7 separate regions of the Mus musculus genome follow, and regions 2, 3, 4, 5, 6 and 7 are each linked to region 1. The links are chromatin contacts, called in public Micro-C and promoter capture Hi-C maps. All regions are on one chromosome and are shown on one strand. Each heading gives the region's core, a stretch centred on a gene start, on an enhancer-like site or on the middle of the called end of the contact. The rest is flanking DNA. Distances are from core to core; before and after follow the strand shown.

Region 1 (2,559 bases), core at 24-2,523:
GGAACAGATATTGGGAGTTCCGAATATAATTTCACTCTACAATGGAGTCTCATGTCAAACATCTTAGAACGTAACCCAAGCAGAAGAGCGCTGGACATTCTCTGGGGGCAGCGACTTGAACTCTGGGTATAGGCCGAAGTGGAGAGTATGCTCGCTCCTCTCTAGGCTAGGGTCTTTAGGGTTTGAGTACAACAATTGCAGTATTGGGGGTTTTCTACTCCGAGGCTATAAGGTGTGTACTGCTTAAATCAGAACAGTGTGGAGTGTGTGGGGAGGGAGGTGCAGAACGTTATTGACAACTAGATGCCCATGAAACAGTGGATTTTGGGGGGCGCCATGTAACACCAAGCTTAGCTTCATCTCTTAACTTATCAGGCCCATTCTAGGCCTTCTACATGTGGGAGTCAAGCAATTTTACAGCGATCTTGTACCTGGCCATTCTGGGATACTGTTGAGAACACCCGCTGTGAGGTAACAGGGAGTCACTAAACATGTTTTTGGCTGGTCCTGGGACGTGATAAAGAGGGACAGTAGTTGAACTGCCTAGCTGACTTGCTGTGGCATGCTGGAAGAAGCCTGTTTGGTGACCCGTGGTGATCTCCATCCAGGTACTGTCAGGGTTTTAGATCCCGAGCAGAGGGCTCGCCCGTCCGCCCTCCCTCCCATGGGCCAAACTGGCTCGGGGAACACAGCAGCGAGCAATCACAGCGACTGTTTTGGATTCTCCCGGACGGTCAAGTGATGCTCAGCGAATCCTCCAGCAGCAACCAAGCCACAAACTGAGACAGGAAAGGAGAAAGGAGAGGAACACCCCTTGGGGGGTAAAAAGGAAACGAGGGTCTACGGGACCGACCGGCCGTAGGCGGCGGAGGGGTCCGAGGCCCGACCCCGGCGCGTCCTGGCACACCCTCTCCCGGGCGAGCGGCGCGGGTGGGGTGTCCACGGGGCCGCCGGGGCGCTCCGAGTCTTTCATTCATTGTTAGCGGAGGCTGGGGTGTTCCGCCGCGCCCCGCACTTCCTCCGGGAAGGCCCCGAGGGCTCCCGGCCCCACCCCGGGCCGGGCCACCATCCGCGGAGGGCCGGCCGCCCGGCCATTGTTCGAGCCCCACCCCTGCTGAATATTCACGCGGGCGGGCGGCGAGCGAGCGAGGGCGAGGGCCGGGTTCCGCCCGCTCTCCCGGCGGAGGGGGCGGGGGAGTCGCTCGCCCCTCCTCAGCGGCGCCGGTCGGTGCCCCGCGTCCCCGCCCCCGCCCCCGCCTCCCGCGGCATCTTTGTCTCGCGGCCTCGCGCTCGCTCGCTCGCCGCGCTCTCCGGCCCCAGCTCCGGGCCGCTCGTGCAGGCGCGCGCGCGCGGGGCGCCGGGGCCTGAGGCGGCGGGCGACGCCCGGGGGGCGGGTGGGGGCCGAGGGAGGACCGCCAAGCCATGGTGTGAGCTCCGCGGCCAGCGCTCTCCGCGCCGCGCTCCGCTCCGACCGGACGACAAGCCGCCCGGGCGGCGGCGGCCTGCCCGTGCGGCCCGAGCCCCGGCGCCGCCGAGCCCCTGCCCGTCTCTCGCTCTCTCGCCCGCTCCCGGAGCGGCGACCCGGGGAAGATGGCGAACGACTCTCCCGCGAAGAGCCTGGTGGACATTGACCTGTCGTCCCTGCGGGTGAGTGCGGCCGCGCCCTGCGCGCCGCGGTGGACACGGACACCCGCGGGCGCGGCGGCCCCTTTGTCTGCCGGGCGAGCGGGCGGGCGGGTGCCACGGCGCTCCCGGGGACCCGGCGGGGCGAGCCTTTGTCACCGCCCTGCATCCCTCCCTCCGCCCTCTCGCCCTCCTCGGTTGGGGTCCCTCTTTTGAGTTGATAACCTCCCCCTCCTCTCTCTCCAGGACCCTGCTGGGATTTTTGAGCTGGTGGAAGTGGTTGGAAATGGCACCTATGGACAAGTCTATAAGGTCGGTGTGGGGCGCCTTTGTTCCCCGTGGCGTGGAGAAACTTCTTAGGGGACGAGGGAAAGGGTGACGAAACGCTGCTGACTGCAGGCCGTGCCGCCTGGCCAAAGTTGGGAAAGGGGGTTTCGCCTGGCTTTTCTTTTTTTTTCTTTTTCTTTTTTGTTTTTTTGCCTGTGTTCAGACTGGCCTTAAAAGACCTCATTTCCTGGCTTTGAGATAAAGGAAATAAGCTACACTGTTAGGCATGCACTTGGCTTTAGCAAAATAGAAAAGGAATTTTGTGTTCGAGGGTGACCACAGGGTCTCCCCCCAAACCCCCTTTCCTCCAAATCTGGCCTTCATGCGTTTGCGTTTGTCCGTGAATTAAAATTCGGTGTAGACAGGCCTTGCCTATGACTCCACTCAGCCACTGCCTTGGTATTCTTGAGACATGTCATCGTGCTTCTGCCTTCGGAGTGCTTGCCGTAGGCTCCAACTTGGGGAGGCTAGCGTTACCTGGTACTGATTTTAAAGCTTGGCCAGCATACCCTGTTCTAGTGGACAGTATCTTGGGGAAGCGGGCGGGGGAGTGTGCTTTTGGGCCACGGGAACAGGAGGAATTACAGTGTGGGGATTATAAAATGTGAA
Region 2 (2,559 bases), core at 37-2,536, 510 kb after region 1:
TCTTACCTGAATTGGGTTGTCATCTTCTACTAATCTTAATCATAAGACATGGCCAAATTCTGAAAAATCTGTTACACTCCAGACATACTCTTTGGGGAGAATTAGTCCAGTTTCTCCCTAGTAGTCTGGACAGTCACTCCTGGGAGCAAAGTCACTCCTTTCTTAGCTGGTTAACATCTAGTTCAGTGGAATACTTATATACCTGACAGAAGTTCTCCATTTGGAATAAATACATGTAGGTGGCAAGTCTTTTATTAATGGGAATAAGATGTAGACAAGTAGTTCATGGGTCCCTGTGGATGATGATGGGTTGTGTCATTCTTTTTTTTTTTTCCCTCCTGGCTTTATCAGAAACTGTACCACATGTCGGAGGCAGATGCAGAATCTATGATATAGGATGGTGTATCCCGTCCCTTGGGACTCAGCTATTCGTGGGTGTGAGGGGGACTGCAAACCTGGAAGAAAATGGGATGGAAGAGAAATAAAAGCCGAAGACCAAGTAGATTGTTTCCTATCAAGGTCTCCGTTTATTTGGCTGAGACGCCGGATTTTAAAGCATACATCGAGGGGAATAGGGAGGGGTGGAGGGGGAATTAACAGAGAACAAAGAAGTAGGCATCTGCTAACATGAGGGCAGAAGTCAGGCTCCAGGTGGTGGGCACTCTGTGTCTTATCTCTGGAACATAGATCCTCCTTAACAGCCTTGGGTATCAGGCTGGGCTCAGCGCATAACTCATGTCCTTGGATGTCATAAGAGTCAGGAAAAGATAAGGAAGAGGGGACTATAATTCAGCTTTTTTAGCCTGAGGTGCCAGGAAGGGAACAGGGAGAAGGGAGTGATGACCCACTCCTAGCACGAGACCATTTGGCTTGTCAGGGTGGGAGATTGTGAAGGGCTTGCTTTCTCATGGTATGGTCTCTAACAATGGTGATGCAGAATCAATCCATGTGGGATGGTGATGCAGAATCCATGTGGGATGGTGATGCAGAATCCATGTGGGATGGTGATGCAGAATCCATGTAGGATACGGATGCTGAATATACAGCCTTTTGAAGAATCTGCCCCAGGCCTCAGGCTCTTGCCACTTTTCCATATTCTAACTCTATCTTTCACAGTCCAATTCATTTTTTTTTGTTTTTTTGTTTTTTTTTTTTTTTTTGGCAAGCTACTCCAGGAAGGTGGGGGGCATGGAAGGCTAGTGGCTTCTGTGAGCATGGGCTCACTGTTGCACTTCTTTCTTTGTAAAGCAAGTTCCTTTTTCAGGAGCAATGCTGTGTGGAATAGTAAGATGGGGAAATAGGACATCCTGTTAAGCCTGTGTGGTTATTTTGGCTGAAGCATTACACACAGGTCAGGCAAAGCAACATAAAGAATAACTGGGCCAGTGAAGACAAAATGTCACACTTCTCTTCATGGAAGTAGGCAAAGTTAGTTAACATGACACCAGGCTGCTGGCTAGGCACCTGGGACATACTGCCACGTTGGCTGCTCAGCATTGGTCTCTGCTCTCTGTCTGTGTTACTGGCTGTACGCATTGCTTTCAACCCGGCTGCCATAGCTACTTTGTTCCTAGGCTCACTAGGAAATGACAGAGATTGTCAGGGAAGGGGTTGATAACAGTCACCTGGAACCCAAGTAACTTTATATCCTCTGATCATTAGGAGAGATGTACCATTGTACATTCCCCCCAAATGTCTTTCTTATCAATTTTCCAATCATTCTTTTAAGGCTCCGATGGCTGGTTATTGCTGATATATAATCACACCTCTGATCATGTTCCGGGGGAACAGAGTAAGAGATGGGTAGCACCTCAGAGTTCTACAGTTCTGTAAGGGGAAAGTCCTCCATGGTATACCTCTCTCCTCCAGTCCACACCTTTAAAAAGGTTCCACTACCTCTTCATACTGCTGCCAATCTACTGTAACTGGCATCTCCGGTGGAGCATTTTTTAACAATAGCATGTCCTTGTTTGTTTGTTATTTGATTTAGGCCCATTTCTCATAATAGACAGTCAGTGGCTCGTCTTGAGGGAAGAGGCCATGGCTTTTGTTTTTGTTGTTTCCAGTACTGTTCTTGTTGTAGTGCATGCAGCTAAGCATGTTAACCAAACTGAGAATACATTTGTAGAGAGAATAAACAAACCTCAGCCACCAACTGAAAAGGACCTTCACAGGGCTTCCTAACCAGTGGACCTCACTTATTAGTTCATGGAATGGAGAAGACAGAAATATCAAACAGCTATAAGTATCCTCTTGAGGAAATTGTCATGTTGGAGAAATAGGAAAGACCCTTAAATGTCTCTACAGGCTAGCTAAGTTCCTGTCCTATGGTGGTCGCTGTCATGGACGCTTCTACTCCTTGGTTTGTTCTTTAAACCCCAGTGAGACAAGTATTGCTATAATTCTTATTTTTTCAAATAGGAGAATGGAGGTTTACAGATGTTGAATAACTATATTAGGGTGATATAGTTACTAAGTGACTGGGCATGATTTGATCTGTGGAATACTGGATTCGACTGGAATAACTGGGCTGAAAACATGGTAAGTTTTTTTTTTTTT
Region 3 (2,559 bases), core at 32-2,531, 470 kb after region 1:
GGAGCTTCAGTTGAGGAAATGCCTCCATGAGATACAACTGTAAGGCATTTTCTCAATTAGTGATCAAGGGGGAACCATCTCTTGGCTGGCAGTCTTGGGTTCTATAAGAGAGCAGGCTGAGCAAGCCAGGGGAGGCAAGCCAGTAAAGAACATCTCTCCATGTCCTCTGTATCAGCTCCTGCTTCCTGACCTGCTTGAGTTCCAGTCCTGACTTCCTTTGGTGATGAACAGCAGTATGGAAGTGTAAGCCGAATAAACCCTTTCCTCCCCAACTTGCTTCTTGGTCATGATGTTTGTTCAGGAATAGAAACCCTGACTAAGACAAGGTTCTTCCTATAAATGTCATCCCATCATCCCGAGATGGGTCAGTGTAGCCAAGTTCAAGCTCAGGAGAGCTCACAGTCATGTGACTCTGGCTGAAGTATATCTTTATAATTGTCAGGTATTGTTATTAATCTCTTACTGCATCAAAAGTTTAAGTTAAGCTGCATCATAGGAACATTCATAGAGTAAATGGATATGTGTGTATGTATGTATGTATGTATGTATGTATGTATGTATGAATATATATGGTTTGTTATTATTCTCAGTTCTAGTCTCCATTGGGGACTCTAGGATGAATTCCTCTTGGATAAGGAGTATTTATCTGCCTAAAATAGGGAGACCATCAGCTACCCCATCAAAAACTATGCTGAATCCCAGGGGAAGGCTGGTGGAAGAGAGCTGAGGATTCTTCACAGCCAAGCTACTGTCAGTCAACTGTGCATGTGAGGCAGCTCTTCAAACCTTTCTGCTACCTGGTGCACATGATTTTAATCCTGCACCTCAGTCAGTGGTGAGAGTGACGCCCTCATGCCCGGTGGCTGGGGATGCAAACTCCTGCATCCATTATGGAAACCAACATGGAAGGCTCCCTCAAACCAATAAAACACCCTAACAAAAACAATGAAGCCCAAGCAGGCCTACCACATGACCCAGGTGTCTCACTCCTGGGTGTACACACCAGGAAATCTCTGTTAGCACACTCGAGACATACTGATACATCTCTGTGGATGCACTGTTTACAGTACCCAAGATACAGAAGCAACTTGAATGTGTGTGAACAGAAGAGGAGGAAAAAAATGTGCTCCGTACACTAAGGGAACTTTGTTCTGCTGTGAAGAATGAAATCATGTCATCTTCAGGGAAAGGATAGAACTGCAGATTCTCATGCTTTGCAGAATAATTCAGACCCAAGGGACACACAGCACATGTTTTCTCTTAAGTGCAGAATTTGTGTTTTAAGAACGTGAGTCATAAAGTGTCAGGGAGGCCTCCAAGGGCCATGGGTGTGTGCTGAACGGAGTAGGAAAAAGAAGATGGGGTAATCTATAATTCTCTTTTACACACAACATATACAACATGAAATCAGAGTAGGAAGCATTCTAGGGGTGACTAGCAGGCAGAGGGAAGGAACAGAAGAGGGTTTCAGATGGTGAATATGAGTGAAGTATAACGATAAACATATATGAAAATGGATGAAACCCAATACTTTGTTTGCTAACCAATAGTTATCTCAACATTTAAAATGTAACAAGATGGTAAAGATGAAGGAGTGGGGGTGGTGAGACAGATCAGAGTGTAGGCTTAGATTTTTCAAAACCTACTTTGATAAGGGTTCTTAAATGCTTTGATCTCCCTTCTAGCCCACCAACCAAAGGAGGGGAGAGATGTTTAATAGAACAAGGCGGGGTGTAGACATGTTTAGAAGTAGTTCTTTGGGGCGATACAATCTTTGTTGTCAGGATCTCAGCAGTCCAGTCCAAAATACCAAACATGAATTGGTAGCAGTAGCTCAATCAGAGAAGCGGCAAGAAGCAGCCGGAATACCAGAGACAAGTTCTTTGGTGCTTTTCTCTCCAGGAAGTCAGCACAAGCAAGGATCATGTAGACCAGGAAAGCCTTGCAAGGGGAACCAATGCGAACTGTCTGCTGGGTTCCACTTTTACTCTTTCCAAACACCCTGTGTCCTCCAAGTGTCGTCTGCCTCAGCAAAGATCCTCTCAGAAGACAGTTTTCAGACATGCATCACATGACACAAGTGAGTCTCCAAAGAAACCAGAAATTTCCACTCCATCAGAGGGTGAAGGTGCTTTTCTGCATGGTGACTGGCATGCAGAAGCTAGGTAGGATGGAAGGAGAGAACCAACTCCACAAAGATGTCTTGCTCCACACACACGCACACACGCACACACACGCACACACACGCACACACACGCACACACACATACACACACACACGCACACTGCTGTGTGTCCAAAGCCACACACACAAACACACACACACACACACGTGCACACCCCCACACACATACACACACACATGTACACACACACACACACACACACACATGTACACACACATGCATACACACATACACACACACACACACACACACACACACACACACACACACACTGCTGTGTGTCCAAAGCCGAAATGGAGGTGTAGCTGAGAGAGGTAAGCAACTCAGAGAGGGGACCTGACAGGAAAGTCTTAGCCCCTCTTACTCTGGAGTG
Region 4 (2,559 bases), core at 43-2,542, 440 kb after region 1:
TTAGACTTCCATCTGCTCACTGATTCCACCTCCATGAGACTTTTACATCCAGTGTGTATTAGTTAGGCTGTCCTGGGATATTTTGCATCTGAAAAAGATGCTGTACTTGCCGAAGTGGGATTAGAACAGGAGTCAGAATGTGTGCTGATGAATGACAGTATCTTCATAGCATTAGCTTGTGAGCTATGAGTAAATAAAAGATTTACATTTGCATGGTTCCCAGAGCTTAGATTATTTAAAACCTGCATTGGTTACATGCACTACAGATAGCTTCAGAAGTACCCAAATGTGTTGGTGTCACATAAATAAAAGAATATTCACACTTACCCTTGGATTCATTTGATCAAGAACAAACTCAAGTTTGAATTTTTTTTCTCTCCCTGTGTCTCTGTCCATCTGTCTGTCTTAATTTGAGGTTTGGGGGTTGTCATTATTCTATCGGTTGCTGAGTCCTTGTGTCTGTATCTACCTGTAGCCATTTGGTGGCTTATTGTCTCTTTCTTTGTGTCCCTAACAAATTGTTTTGCTCTGTATTGACTGAACATTATAGCATCACATGGGATGGAATGAAAGCCACTTTACATAAATTTTTACCAGAGTTTAGCAAGGGATTAGGTCACTGACTCCAGCTGACCCCAAAGCACTCAGTTTTAAAAACATACTATTTTCAAGTTATAACTGTATGTTGTACCCAATATTTATGGTAGAAGTTTGCATACAAGATCTTTTTATACCTGTATCATGTTTTCAGGGTTGACTAGCATAACACAAGTACATGCATACATTGCTCTTTGCATCAGGAGAGTGGCATAGTACATAATTTAAAATTAGAGATATGTACTAACTTATGTTGTGACTGATACATGGGAAATCCAAGGTTAGTGGGGTTGACTGTTATGTTATTCTCTTAAAGTAGATTAAAAATCAGGCTTAGGGAACAGTATGACATCAGGATAAGTCTTAAGACATCTCAAGGGGCATTAGCAACTTGACTATATGGTCCAACAAAAGTTCCAGTCTCTTAGAAATGTGATCTATTTTCGTAATAATGCATCTCTATAACAATCTAACTGGAAAACGATTAATGGCTGCCATTTTTATTATTTCTGTTTAAATCTTGATAATGAGATATCCCCCAAAAATAAAAGTTAAGCCAGTGGGAAGTTTGTACCCTCCAGTAGATTGGGAAAATGGCACTTCCAGTCACTGCAAGGGGCAGGATGATCTTTATACAGCAAGGTTAGTGTTAATGTGATGGCTCATGTGGATAATTGGAAGAAACCAATGAGTCAGAGGTGGGATTGCTCAACTATGAAGCATGGCACAGAATGTGCTTAGAAAGGGACTCTCCAGTTTAGCCTACAGGAGAGAGGTTTTTGGAATCTAAGAATTTGAGCTTTGAGACCTTGAACCCCGAAGAAGTAGACCATGAAACTCATACAACAGCAAACCAAAGACAAGCCCCAAACCACAAACTACAGATAGAAGACACAGGGTGGGAAGAGGAGAACTCAGCTGTGAGTTTGCTTTTGGTCAAATCAATCCAAGGATTAAGTGTTGAGTTTTGCCCATTAATGTAACAGACATGTTTTGGTACCTTTGAGATTAGTTGTAATGTGTCTAATGGATATAGACTGTAAATAATCTCTAGGTGCCACATAAATTTATATGTCTTATCACTCCCCCATTTTATAGAGCATATCTATGAAAATAACTAACACTCCACACACTCATTTGAATGCCTCTTGTATTCAAAGTGCCGATTTTATTGTGGTGCCTTATCCACCCAACCCCTAATAGTAGGTCCCATCTACTACTGGTGAGCAATTGTCAAATGGTAACTAGAGTTTCCTTAAAGAGTATCTGTTGGAGCAGTGTGTAACACATTTAAGAAGACAAGTTGTACTTTGTAAATAAGCATTCTGGCATTACTTATGGATTGCCCATGCAGAGTGGATTTATTCCTCTTTGCTGAGGATGCACTCATCTGTGACTAAGTGATAAGGGGATGTAACACGGAGTTACTTACATTTTCCTTGAACTGGGGTTTTATCTGTTTTAACTATGAAACTGTGATCTTCATGAGGACAGTAAATGCATCTAATTTCTGCATGGCCAAAGCCTCTCTCTGTGCTGGAAAGATAGGAACTCAAAAATTCAAATAAAAAACAGACTCAAGCTGGGCGTGGTGGCCCACGCCTTTAATCCCAGCACTCAGGAGGCAGAGGCAGGTGGATTTCTGAGTTCGAGGCCAGCCTGGTCTACAGAGTGAGTTCCAGGACAGCCAGGGCTACACAGAGAAACCCTGTCTCGAAAAAAACCAAAAAAAAAAAAAAAAAAAAGAAAGAAAGAATGAAAGGAAGAAAGGAAGGAAGGAAGGAAGAAAGAAAAACAGACTCAACTAGCCAGGCAGTCTCAGTGTGGAGTGAGCGCTGCAAAGGAACAGGTTTGAGCAAGAGTCCGGAAGCAGGTGTGTGAGGTGAAGGCGGTTAGCTTGATACGGTGAGTTACTGGTGAGGAAGGTGAATTGAAGGCAGCTCACTTGGCAATATGTTTGTC
Region 5 (2,559 bases), core at 29-2,528, 420 kb before region 1:
TCATCGTGGACCCTGACCCCACCCTACACCTGCTAGCTTTTCCTGAAGCTAAAATACATGATTTTAGGTAGAAGCATATTCCTCATTTCTCCAACCAGACTCTGCTCCCAAAGGGCCGTCTCCAGACTGGCCCAGGTGCAGACAGTCACCAGCAATTAACCCGAGCGCACCGTTTAGGTCTGTTGACCCCCTCAGCGACATTCAGTAGAAGGTTATGAAAGGACCATCATCTGAAGTCCCTTTTACCAGAGGTGGCTCCTTAACCAAAGGAATCATTCCAACCCCCTAGGCAAAACACGACAATTCCCCTTCCCTGATTGAGCAGGTGCTCTAGCTAATAACGCGAGCTGATCCCAATCTCTTAACAGCTTTGAGCCATAACTTTTAGAAGGGGAAAATGCCTTGCTTGGAGACAACTTCAAAGCCTATCGTATTTTTGTCCTATCGTTCCACAGAAGACATTGAAAGGAGAAACAAAAGCGGCATGCTTAACTTCGCTACGCAACTATAGTGCCTCAGTTTCCCCTCGAAGCGAAGACAGCCCCCGCCTCCTGGGCCAGAAAGTCCTGGATCTCTAGAACCTCCCGATGATCTGGCCTGAAGTCCGCAGCTGCAACACCACCTGGAGCCACAGCTGCGTCCAGATGGCCAAGTCCGGGCCTGCCTGGGCGCACCCTTCTGTCACCTGGCGGGGCCCTAGGGCGCCCCGATCTCGCTGCCTTGGGGCAAGCTCTAGAAGCTGCGTCTCCAGCGTTCGCGAGCCAGGTCACACCAGATGCACCTGCCTCTCTCGGCCCGTGGGTCCCTGAGCTCCAAGCCCGACCGGAGCTCGCGTGAGAAACGCAGGAAAAAGGAAAACAAGCCATAGGCAGGGCCGTCCTGGCCTCGTCGGCTGCCACCGAGACACCACCTGCGACGCGGCCGGGCGGCAGGGACAGAGGCCGGGCCGGGCCGCCGCGCGCGCCCCTTACCGGTGAGGCGGCCGCCCCCCTCGCCGTGCCCGCGGCGCCGCTGCAAGACGAAGTAGCAGCTGCTCTTCTGGGTCACCCAGAGCTTCAGCGCGTTCTTGAGCAGCACCTCCTCGGGCTTGAGCCACATCGCGGCGAACCTGCCGCGCCTGCGGGTCCCGGTTCACATCGCCCCAGCAGCCGGCCGCACCGGGCCGAGCCCGCTTGGAAGGAGGCGGCGGGAACTGCGCGCGGAGACAGAAGCGGGAGCGCCTGCCGAGCCCCGGAGCGCGGAGACCACAGCTCGCCGGGCTCACCCCGCGCTGCCTGCCGTGGCCCCGCCCCGGCTAGACCCTGCCCACCAGCCGCGGTCCCGCCCACCCCCGAAGCCACGCCCTCCACCCTCCCCGAGGCTCCAGTGGCGCCTCCCTGGTTTCCTAGTCTCTGCGGCTCCCGGCCAGGGTTCCGGAGTGGCGGGAGGAAATCGGAGCCACTGCCAGGTCTCCTCCCTCTAGTCCCGGACGAGTCTCGAATTCCCTCCTTCCCGGTAGGAAGCGAGCAACTGCGCAAGTTGTCTCCACGCTCCTTGTTTAAAAGCTGGAGGAAGGACCTAGGGGGAAAAGACATCTTGTTATCCAAGCTGCAGGTTGCCCAACCCAGAGTCTTAACCTTAAAGAGCACAATGCACGCCAGTAAACTGGAGTGTGTTCAAGTTTCAAATAACCAAAAGCTAACACTGAAAATTGGAGACAATTGTATCTGGATTTTTTTTTAATGCTGCGCTCTTCATTTTTTTTTTAAATTAACACAGAATGCTACATATTTTAGTCCATATATACAGCAAGGAGAGGGTCAGAGAAATTGCTTTCCGTTAATTCAAACATTTACATTTCTTCTTTATTACATTTTATTTATTGGAGGGGGTGGTCACGAGAGACAGTTTGGCGCGTGGAAGTCAGAAGACAACTTTGAGGAGTCAGTCTTGGCTTCCATTATGTGGACCCTGGGAATCCAACTCAGGTCATCAGGCCTGGCAGCAGGAGTCATTCTTGACATCCCCCACTTATTATTTCTCTTACAGAATATTTTTTCATGCTTTTGTAAGGATACAACTGAAGCTATAGGAGAGGTGGCAACGCAGAAACCTGAGTCCAGCAGCAGACCATACTGAACACTGAATGTCTTACAGAGACATAGGACCTAGAAGGCACCACTATGAGACTCACCCCTGCAGGTCCTCTCCGGAAAAAAATAAGGCTCTTGTGTCTATTCTGAGAAAACATTAAAGAAAAAAACAAACCCACTAGAACATGGGAGCAGGTAATAGTAACGAGAAGCCACGGGGCATGTGAGTACAGGGTTTTAAATAAATATTTTCTCTAGGCTAGAGTAGACATGTTAGCTGTCCTTGAAAAAGGCCGAGGGAAAGGGATCCACGTGTTCTCTGTGGGGAGGTGGTTAGATCGGATATCTTAGCCAAAGGGAGGGGAAAGGTTCCCTTAGTCCCTGGGTTTTGACAAAAGGACAAAATGTGGTTGTTAAGTAGGACAGAACTGGAAAGTAGAAGCTGTCCTGGGGGAGGATCAGAAACTGGTCAGATCCAACAGACAGT
Region 6 (2,559 bases), core at 25-2,524, 400 kb after region 1:
CTGTGATGTATGATACAAATAAAGCAGTTAACTGGGCCTGCAGGTCTGATTCTGTGTTGAAGCATCTTGCCAACTCTGTTGTATTAACCCCCTCCTCACCCCCTTCTCTTGAACAGTGTGGAACATCCTTCAACCAAAAGAAAATACACACTCATTACAACACTTAACATTTCAGAAGTTAAAAGCCAGTTTTATCGCTATCCGTTTATCTGTGTTGTTAAGAACACAAATATTTTTGAGTCGGCGCATGTGCAGTTAATATACCCAGGTAAGTATCAAAGGCTTACTTAAAAACTGCCTAGCCTGGTGGACTCCAGTGTGCTTTCCTTTGCCTGGAACACCCCTCACCCCTTCTTCAGCAATAACTTCCTATCTGTTTTGCTTCTTGTCCTGAATTCTCTGATCTTTCTATCCCACTCTGCCTGCCTCTGTCTGGGTACCACTTCGGAGGCATCCTGTATCCCAGGCACAGGAACCCTTCTTAGTTTCTTTGGCTAGGATACTACCTATTTCACTCTGTTGTTGCTGTTCTCCTCCTCCTCCTCCTCCTCCTCCTCCTCCTCCTCCTCCTCCTCCTCTTCCTCCTCTTCCTCTCCTGTTCTTCCTCCTCCTCTTCTTCTGCTTCTTCTCCTCTTCCTCCTCCTCTTCTTCTTCCTGGCTGATAGCTACCTATATTTGCTTCATTGCAAGCACGTCATGAATATGTTTAAACACATGACCAAACAAGATGGCTATACACAGAAAGCATAAATACTCCGCTTATAACAAGGAACCCTGAGATCACTGGTTTTTGAGAGTTGGTATAGTCCAAAAACCTGAGAATGATTGTGAAATATTGTTAAATACTAAACAATACTAAAGCTGACTAAGAAAAGCAGGACATAGGAGGAGAGAGTTGGAATCTTCTGGATGGAGATAGTGTGAGTACAAGACATAGCTACTAGTGTCTCCCAGCTTATGGCCAATCTGCCAGGATTCACCATAGGAGAAATTAGATTTAATAAGGCTTACAAGATGAGGATTCTAGTTGTTGTTCCCAGAGATTGAGTTACCATTGTTTCTGAACTAAGTTTGTGTGGTGTTTTTCTTCTTTTAATGACTTGGCTGGGTTTCAGAGAGAAAGGTACAACAGCAAAGTGTGGGTTTGCCTGATGTGCATCACAAAGGCCATGGGGGATTGGAAGCATGGGGCCAGCATGATAACAACCGCCAGTGGGAACTTAGTGTGCTGGGTGGAGAGACTTTGGAGTTTTGAGTCAGAGAGTCTCCAGGAGATAAGAACAGGCCGTGCCACCAGTTCATAGCTGGCCAGCCCGCCAGGGCAAAGAGTAGCTGGGTATAGCATGGGAACTTGCCAGTCCTTTTTAATATTTCCTGCACCAGGTGGTAAACCAAAGTGTTGGGTACGAATCCACTAGAAATTTAAGATTAGTAGCCTGAGAGTTAAAGTTTCATCTTCTAAGTGAGAGAAAGGTAGCACTAGATTAGTCACATGATCCAAGCGCGGGGTGGGGGGGTAAGGGGTGGGGACACTGAAACTAAGCAGGCCCTGAGGTTCCCCGCTGTGGGGAATTGCAAGCTGCCTTGAGTTAGATAGAAGAATGAAGTTGCCTACATTGTAAGGCAGAGGGATTGAACTGTGAATTTAAAATTGGGAGTATTTGCTTTTAGGATAGATTTATATACAGATTCTGTCCAAATCACATGGGGAATTTCGTCTGTGGTTTGGAACTAGGATAGGGAAAATTAGTCACAGTAGAGAGAGCAGTGATAATCATTGCCTGCTTTGATCAGGTATTAATTATCAATGTCTGTGGCTCCAGGTAGAGAGAGCAACAGATAGATATTATACATTATATTATAGGTATTAATAATGTCTATGGCTCTAGGCAGCGAGCTGAACAGAAAGATGGTATTGCTCTAATACGTCTAATACGTCTTACAGGATACTCAAATTCTGTCTTACATGGGCTCCACGGGAATTCTGGGTATAAATTCTGCTTTGACTAGCTGCCTGCTTATAAGCAGAAACAAGTGTGAATTGATTGTTTTAAAGATGGTATAAACACACATTGCTCTAATATGCCTCACAGGATACTCAAATTCTGTCTAACGTGGGCTCCATGGGAATTCTTGGTTATTATGCTGCCTGGCAAAATAGAAAAGGCCTAAGAATAGGCACATACAGTATTTTAGTTTACTTCATGTGTTTTGGATTGTTTTAACTTTCAAAATGGGTGTGATGAGTTTTGTGGTTATTTTACTCCTCTGGGAGAGAGGTCGATATAAAGGATTTTCTGGTTACTGGCTCAAGGATATGCTGATTTGGGAGAAAGGTCTTGTCTTTGTGTTTTTAGAAAAGGTGATTAGTGCTGGGCGTGGTAGCACACGCCTTTAATCCCAGCACTCGGGAGGCAAAAGCAAGTGGATTTCTGAGGCCAGCCTGGTCTACAAAGTGAGTTCCAGGACAGCCAGGGCTACACAGAGAAACTCTGTCTCAAAAAAACCAACCCCCCCCCCCCAAAAAAAAAGGTGATTAGTGTCTATATACCTTCCAGA
Region 7 (2,559 bases), core at 37-2,536, 370 kb after region 1:
GGGGTCAAATCTTCTGTGGATGTGAGTTAGAAGTACTCAAGGCTGTGAGAACAGCCTCTGGAATACAGACCCATGGGACAGGGCTAGGGCAGGGTTAGGGATAAGGCACCAGTTCCTTGCCAGACTTAAGCCTGCCTTTCGGAGGCAAAGGAGCAGTCCAAACCTTTGGAAATGAGTGAGGACCTTCTGCCCTGCTAGGCCACAGGTGGCATCTATGATATACCATTGATGCTGCCCCTTTAAGCTTTCTACCATCTCAGAGTTTCCCCCGGGGTTACTTCAACCTTGGGTTTCTAGGCTGCATACGCGAATAAGGCAGGAAATTCAAGGCCTGTCCACGCTGGAAGGCATGCAGGAAATGGCCATGTGCTCTATCTAGAGGTATTAAGCAATCACTGTTTCTTTGCAGTTGTATTGCAGGGTGGTGCATTATATGTGGAAGAAGCTGGGGGGTGAGGGTAGGGAGCACGGAATGGTTGGTGCTATTTCCAGGACCACAATGTCCTCCTTGCACCCTGTCCTAAAATTTGGCTATTCTTGATTTTTTTTTTCATGTGCTTTCTGAGAACTCTGGAATTCTCCTTTGCAGAGCAAATCCTACAATTAATTGGGATATGATAAGGGGACCTGTTTTTCAGCCTGGTGGACAGCAGTAAAGCAACCAAGTAAAAAGCCTATGAACTATCAACTCTTCACCAGAGCTCTTTAACTCCTCCTACCTATAAAGGCTGCGGGCCTTTATACCAAAAGAGGAAATCAAGGTATTGCAAACTTAATGACTCGGCTAAGTGCTCAAAGCCAGTTCGAGGCACACAGTACTGGGCTCCAGTTGTGCTGAGCACAGAACTGTGTTTTCCTCAGGATCTGATACCCCATGGGTCACCAGCTCGGTTCTTGTTAGGTGGCACAATCTGGTTGCGATGTAGACGTGAGTTGACCCATCTAATTTTGGTTTGGGTGGGAACACAGAGGCTGCTCAGAGGAGCCAAGCCATCTGGGAATCAGAGCCATTCTTCCTGGAATCTGGGACATCTGGCAAGGATGCAGGGATTTTGGAATGCCCCCAAGGAGATGCAGTGACCCTCCAAATGCCCCCAAGGAGATGCAGAGACCCTCCATTGCCTCCACCCCCGGAGGGATACAGAGACCCTGGAATGTTCTGCGTGGATGTAGATATTCTGGGATGTGGGGCAGAAACTCCACAACCCAACCTATCCGGCTCCCAGGGCGGGGCATTGGCACTGGGCCAGCTAGCTCCGAGCCCGAGGCTGAGGACGCTGGCCTGCAGTCTCCGCCCGCTGCACGCCCCCGCGGGCGGCTCAGAGTGGGAGCAGCGTGCTGCTCAGAAGGTCTTAGCTGGTGCGGGGTTCCAGGAGCCGCCTGGGAGCGCGGCGCCCACCTAGAAGGGCGGGAGCCCAGCTGGTGCCCGCCTGCCCCAGAGCGGAAGGAATGTGACCCCCGAGCGAGCGCGGAGCAGCCCTTGAGCGGCTCCCAGGGCTCCGGTTGCTCCCGGCCTGAACGGGTTTAGTTCGGAGCTGCTGGATTGTTGAACATCGCCACTGGGGCACCCGGGCACGCCCAGGTAGGAGAAAACTAGAGAGTTCCTGAAATAGGGTCGCAAGGCCTCAGAGCTGCCTTGACCCAGACAAATGCCTTTCTTAAGTTACTCCCAGTAGCCAGCAGGTCAGCGTTCTCTGTGGATGTAGGATAAAGGTAGTGACAGTTTAGTCCTCCCCCTTTCTGGTGTGTGTGTGTGTGTGTGTGTGTGTGTGTGTTGGGAACTTGCCCAACTCTTTAAGTTTGCTCTAGGTAGATGAGTCTCCCTTGAGTAAATTGCTCCCAGGCCTTGAAATTGGGCCAAATGCAACTAACTTGTTCAGGAGTGTCCCTCTTAGAGGTTTGGGCTCAGAAGAGAGGTCTTAATGAGGCAAGAAGTGGATTCCTTAATGCCCCTGATGAGATGTCTCCTCTCTCCAGACAGGTCGATACTGGGGAATGTAGATGCATTATTTACAAAACCACACAGCACTTGGCTGTTTATAGGGCCCCTTATTCTTACCGCCCTTTCTCCTCCCAGAAGTCCTGTAGGTGAGATGCCAAGGTCACCTTGCTTTATATCAGAAGCTTAGCGGCTATCTTTTCTGAGGATTGGCACCCTCTGAGCTTCAGATCCCCTTGGGGAGACCGGGTGAGTGAGAGCGGCTGCCAGGGAAGGCAGGTAGACTCATCTTCCCACCAGGCTAGCTCTCTGTACTGCTTCCGATGTTCACCAGCTGGGAGCATCCCATCTTTCTGACCCCAAGGAACAGCCTAGGAACTGAGACAACAGAATCTAATCAGTTGGGCTACTTGGGCCATGATAAAGAAGAGATGAAGTCTATCTGTCATTGGAATTGGTGCCCGAGTCATCCTCACTTAATAGTAGTCTTCTGGGTGGTGGATATCCCACATGGAATCCCATGGCTGTGAGCTCCAGGAGCTGGTGCTGGTGACAAGTACTACCTCTTCCCCCTCTTAACTTACCAAGCAGCTGCTGGCATCCTTTTCTATTTTGATCTC

Evidence for each region. Promoter capture Hi-C pulls out the DNA fragments that hold promoters and counts their contacts. A called contact is a pair of places that touch in the nucleus more often than the background predicts.
Region 2: a contact with region 1 is called in a promoter capture Hi-C map of the HPC-7 cell line, with 3 times the contacts expected there. The contact joins the enhancer-like site here to the promoter of Map4k4 in region 1. A contact is called at or near these places in 15 of 39 promoter capture datasets (the 3T3-L1 cell line, 3T3-L1-derived adipocytes, the HPC-7 cell line and 10 more).
Region 3: a promoter capture Hi-C map of the 3T3-L1 cell line shows a contact between it and region 1, with 6 times the contacts expected there. The contact joins the enhancer-like site here to the promoter of Map4k4 in region 1. A contact is called at or near these places in 9 of 39 promoter capture datasets (the 3T3-L1 cell line, 3T3-L1-derived adipocytes, HPC-7-derived erythroid cells and 5 more), 3 of 484 Hi-C or Micro-C datasets (3T3-L1-derived adipocytes, palatal mesenchyme and uterus) and 2 of 115 datasets of contacts at active chromatin or transcription factors (effector CD8 T cells and memory CD8 T cells).
Region 4: a contact with region 1 is called in a promoter capture Hi-C map of the 3T3-L1 cell line, with 2.7 times the contacts expected there. The contact joins the enhancer-like site here to the promoter of Map4k4 in region 1. A contact is called at or near these places in 2 of 39 promoter capture datasets (both in the 3T3-L1 cell line) and 1 of 115 datasets of contacts at active chromatin or transcription factors (microglia).
Region 5: a Micro-C map of embryonic stem cells shows a contact between it and region 1, with 3 times the contacts expected there. The contact joins the promoter of Tbc1d8 here to the promoter of Map4k4 in region 1. A contact is called at or near these places in 2 of 39 promoter capture datasets (the SN4741 cell line and neutrophils), 2 of 484 Hi-C or Micro-C datasets (both in embryonic stem cells) and 1 of 115 datasets of contacts at active chromatin or transcription factors (embryonic stem cells).
Region 6: a contact with region 1 is called in a Micro-C map of embryonic stem cells, with 7 times the contacts expected there. The contact joins the enhancer-like site here to the promoter of Map4k4 in region 1. A contact is called at or near these places in 9 of 39 promoter capture datasets (the 3T3-L1 cell line, 3T3-L1-derived adipocytes, frontonasal cranial neural crest and 5 more), 1 of 484 Hi-C or Micro-C datasets (embryonic stem cells) and 1 of 115 datasets of contacts at active chromatin or transcription factors (pancreatic cancer cells).
Region 7: a contact with region 1 is called in a promoter capture Hi-C map of pre-B cells, with 2.8 times the contacts expected there. The contact joins the promoter of Il1r1 here to the promoter of Map4k4 in region 1. A contact is called at or near these places in 6 of 39 promoter capture datasets (the 3T3-L1 cell line, 3T3-L1-derived adipocytes, hippocampal neurons and 2 more) and 1 of 115 datasets of contacts at active chromatin or transcription factors (pancreatic cancer cells).

Annotation. Positions count from the first base shown.
Region 1 is chr1:39,899,640-39,902,198 of GRCm38.p6, forward strand. It overlaps Map4k4 (mitogen-activated protein kinase kinase kinase kinase 4), which reads left to right and starts at 1,274. Exons shown (of 32, transcript NM_001252200.1): 1 at 1,274-1,647; 2 at 1,870-1,935. The coding sequence starts at 1,591.
Region 2 is chr1:40,408,800-40,411,358 of GRCm38.p6, forward strand. It overlaps a transcript of Il1rl1 not described here. Among named protein-coding and RNA genes, the nearest start is that of Il1rl1, 30 kb to the right of the region's middle. Within about 2 kb of position 1,287, at least 27 of the 459 cell types and tissues checked have an H3K27ac peak or open chromatin away from gene starts, as enhancers often do. A contact at or near this core is called in the HPC-7 cell line, where this site is marked.
Region 3 is chr1:40,371,905-40,374,463 of GRCm38.p6, forward strand. No RefSeq gene overlaps it. Among named protein-coding and RNA genes, the nearest start is that of Il1rl2, 49 kb to the left of the region's middle. Within about 2 kb of position 1,282, at least 14 of the 459 cell types and tissues checked have an H3K27ac peak or open chromatin away from gene starts, as enhancers often do.
Region 4 is chr1:40,338,244-40,340,802 of GRCm38.p6, forward strand. All of the region lies in intron 4 of Il1rl2 (interleukin 1 receptor-like 2), which reads left to right. Among named protein-coding and RNA genes, the nearest start is that of Il1rl2, 15 kb to the left of the region's middle. Within about 2 kb of position 1,293, at least 19 of the 459 cell types and tissues checked have an H3K27ac peak or open chromatin away from gene starts, as enhancers often do.
Region 5 is chr1:39,477,469-39,480,027 of GRCm38.p6, forward strand. It overlaps Tbc1d8 (TBC1 domain family, member 8), which reads right to left and starts at 1,279. Exons shown (of 20, transcript NM_018775.4): 1 at 972-1,279. The coding sequence starts at 1,098.
Region 6 is chr1:40,302,162-40,304,720 of GRCm38.p6, forward strand. Il1r1 (interleukin 1 receptor, type I) reads left to right here. Exons shown (of 11, transcript NM_001123382.1): 8 at 117-268. Among named protein-coding and RNA genes, the nearest start is that of Il1rl2, 21 kb to the right of the region's middle. Within about 2 kb of position 1,275, at least 9 of the 459 cell types and tissues checked have an H3K27ac peak or open chromatin away from gene starts, as enhancers often do. A contact at or near this core is called in embryonic stem cells, where this site is marked.
Region 7 is chr1:40,265,300-40,267,858 of GRCm38.p6, forward strand. It overlaps Il1r1 (interleukin 1 receptor, type I), which reads left to right and starts at 1,287. Exons shown (of 11, transcript NM_001123382.1): 1 at 1,287-1,582.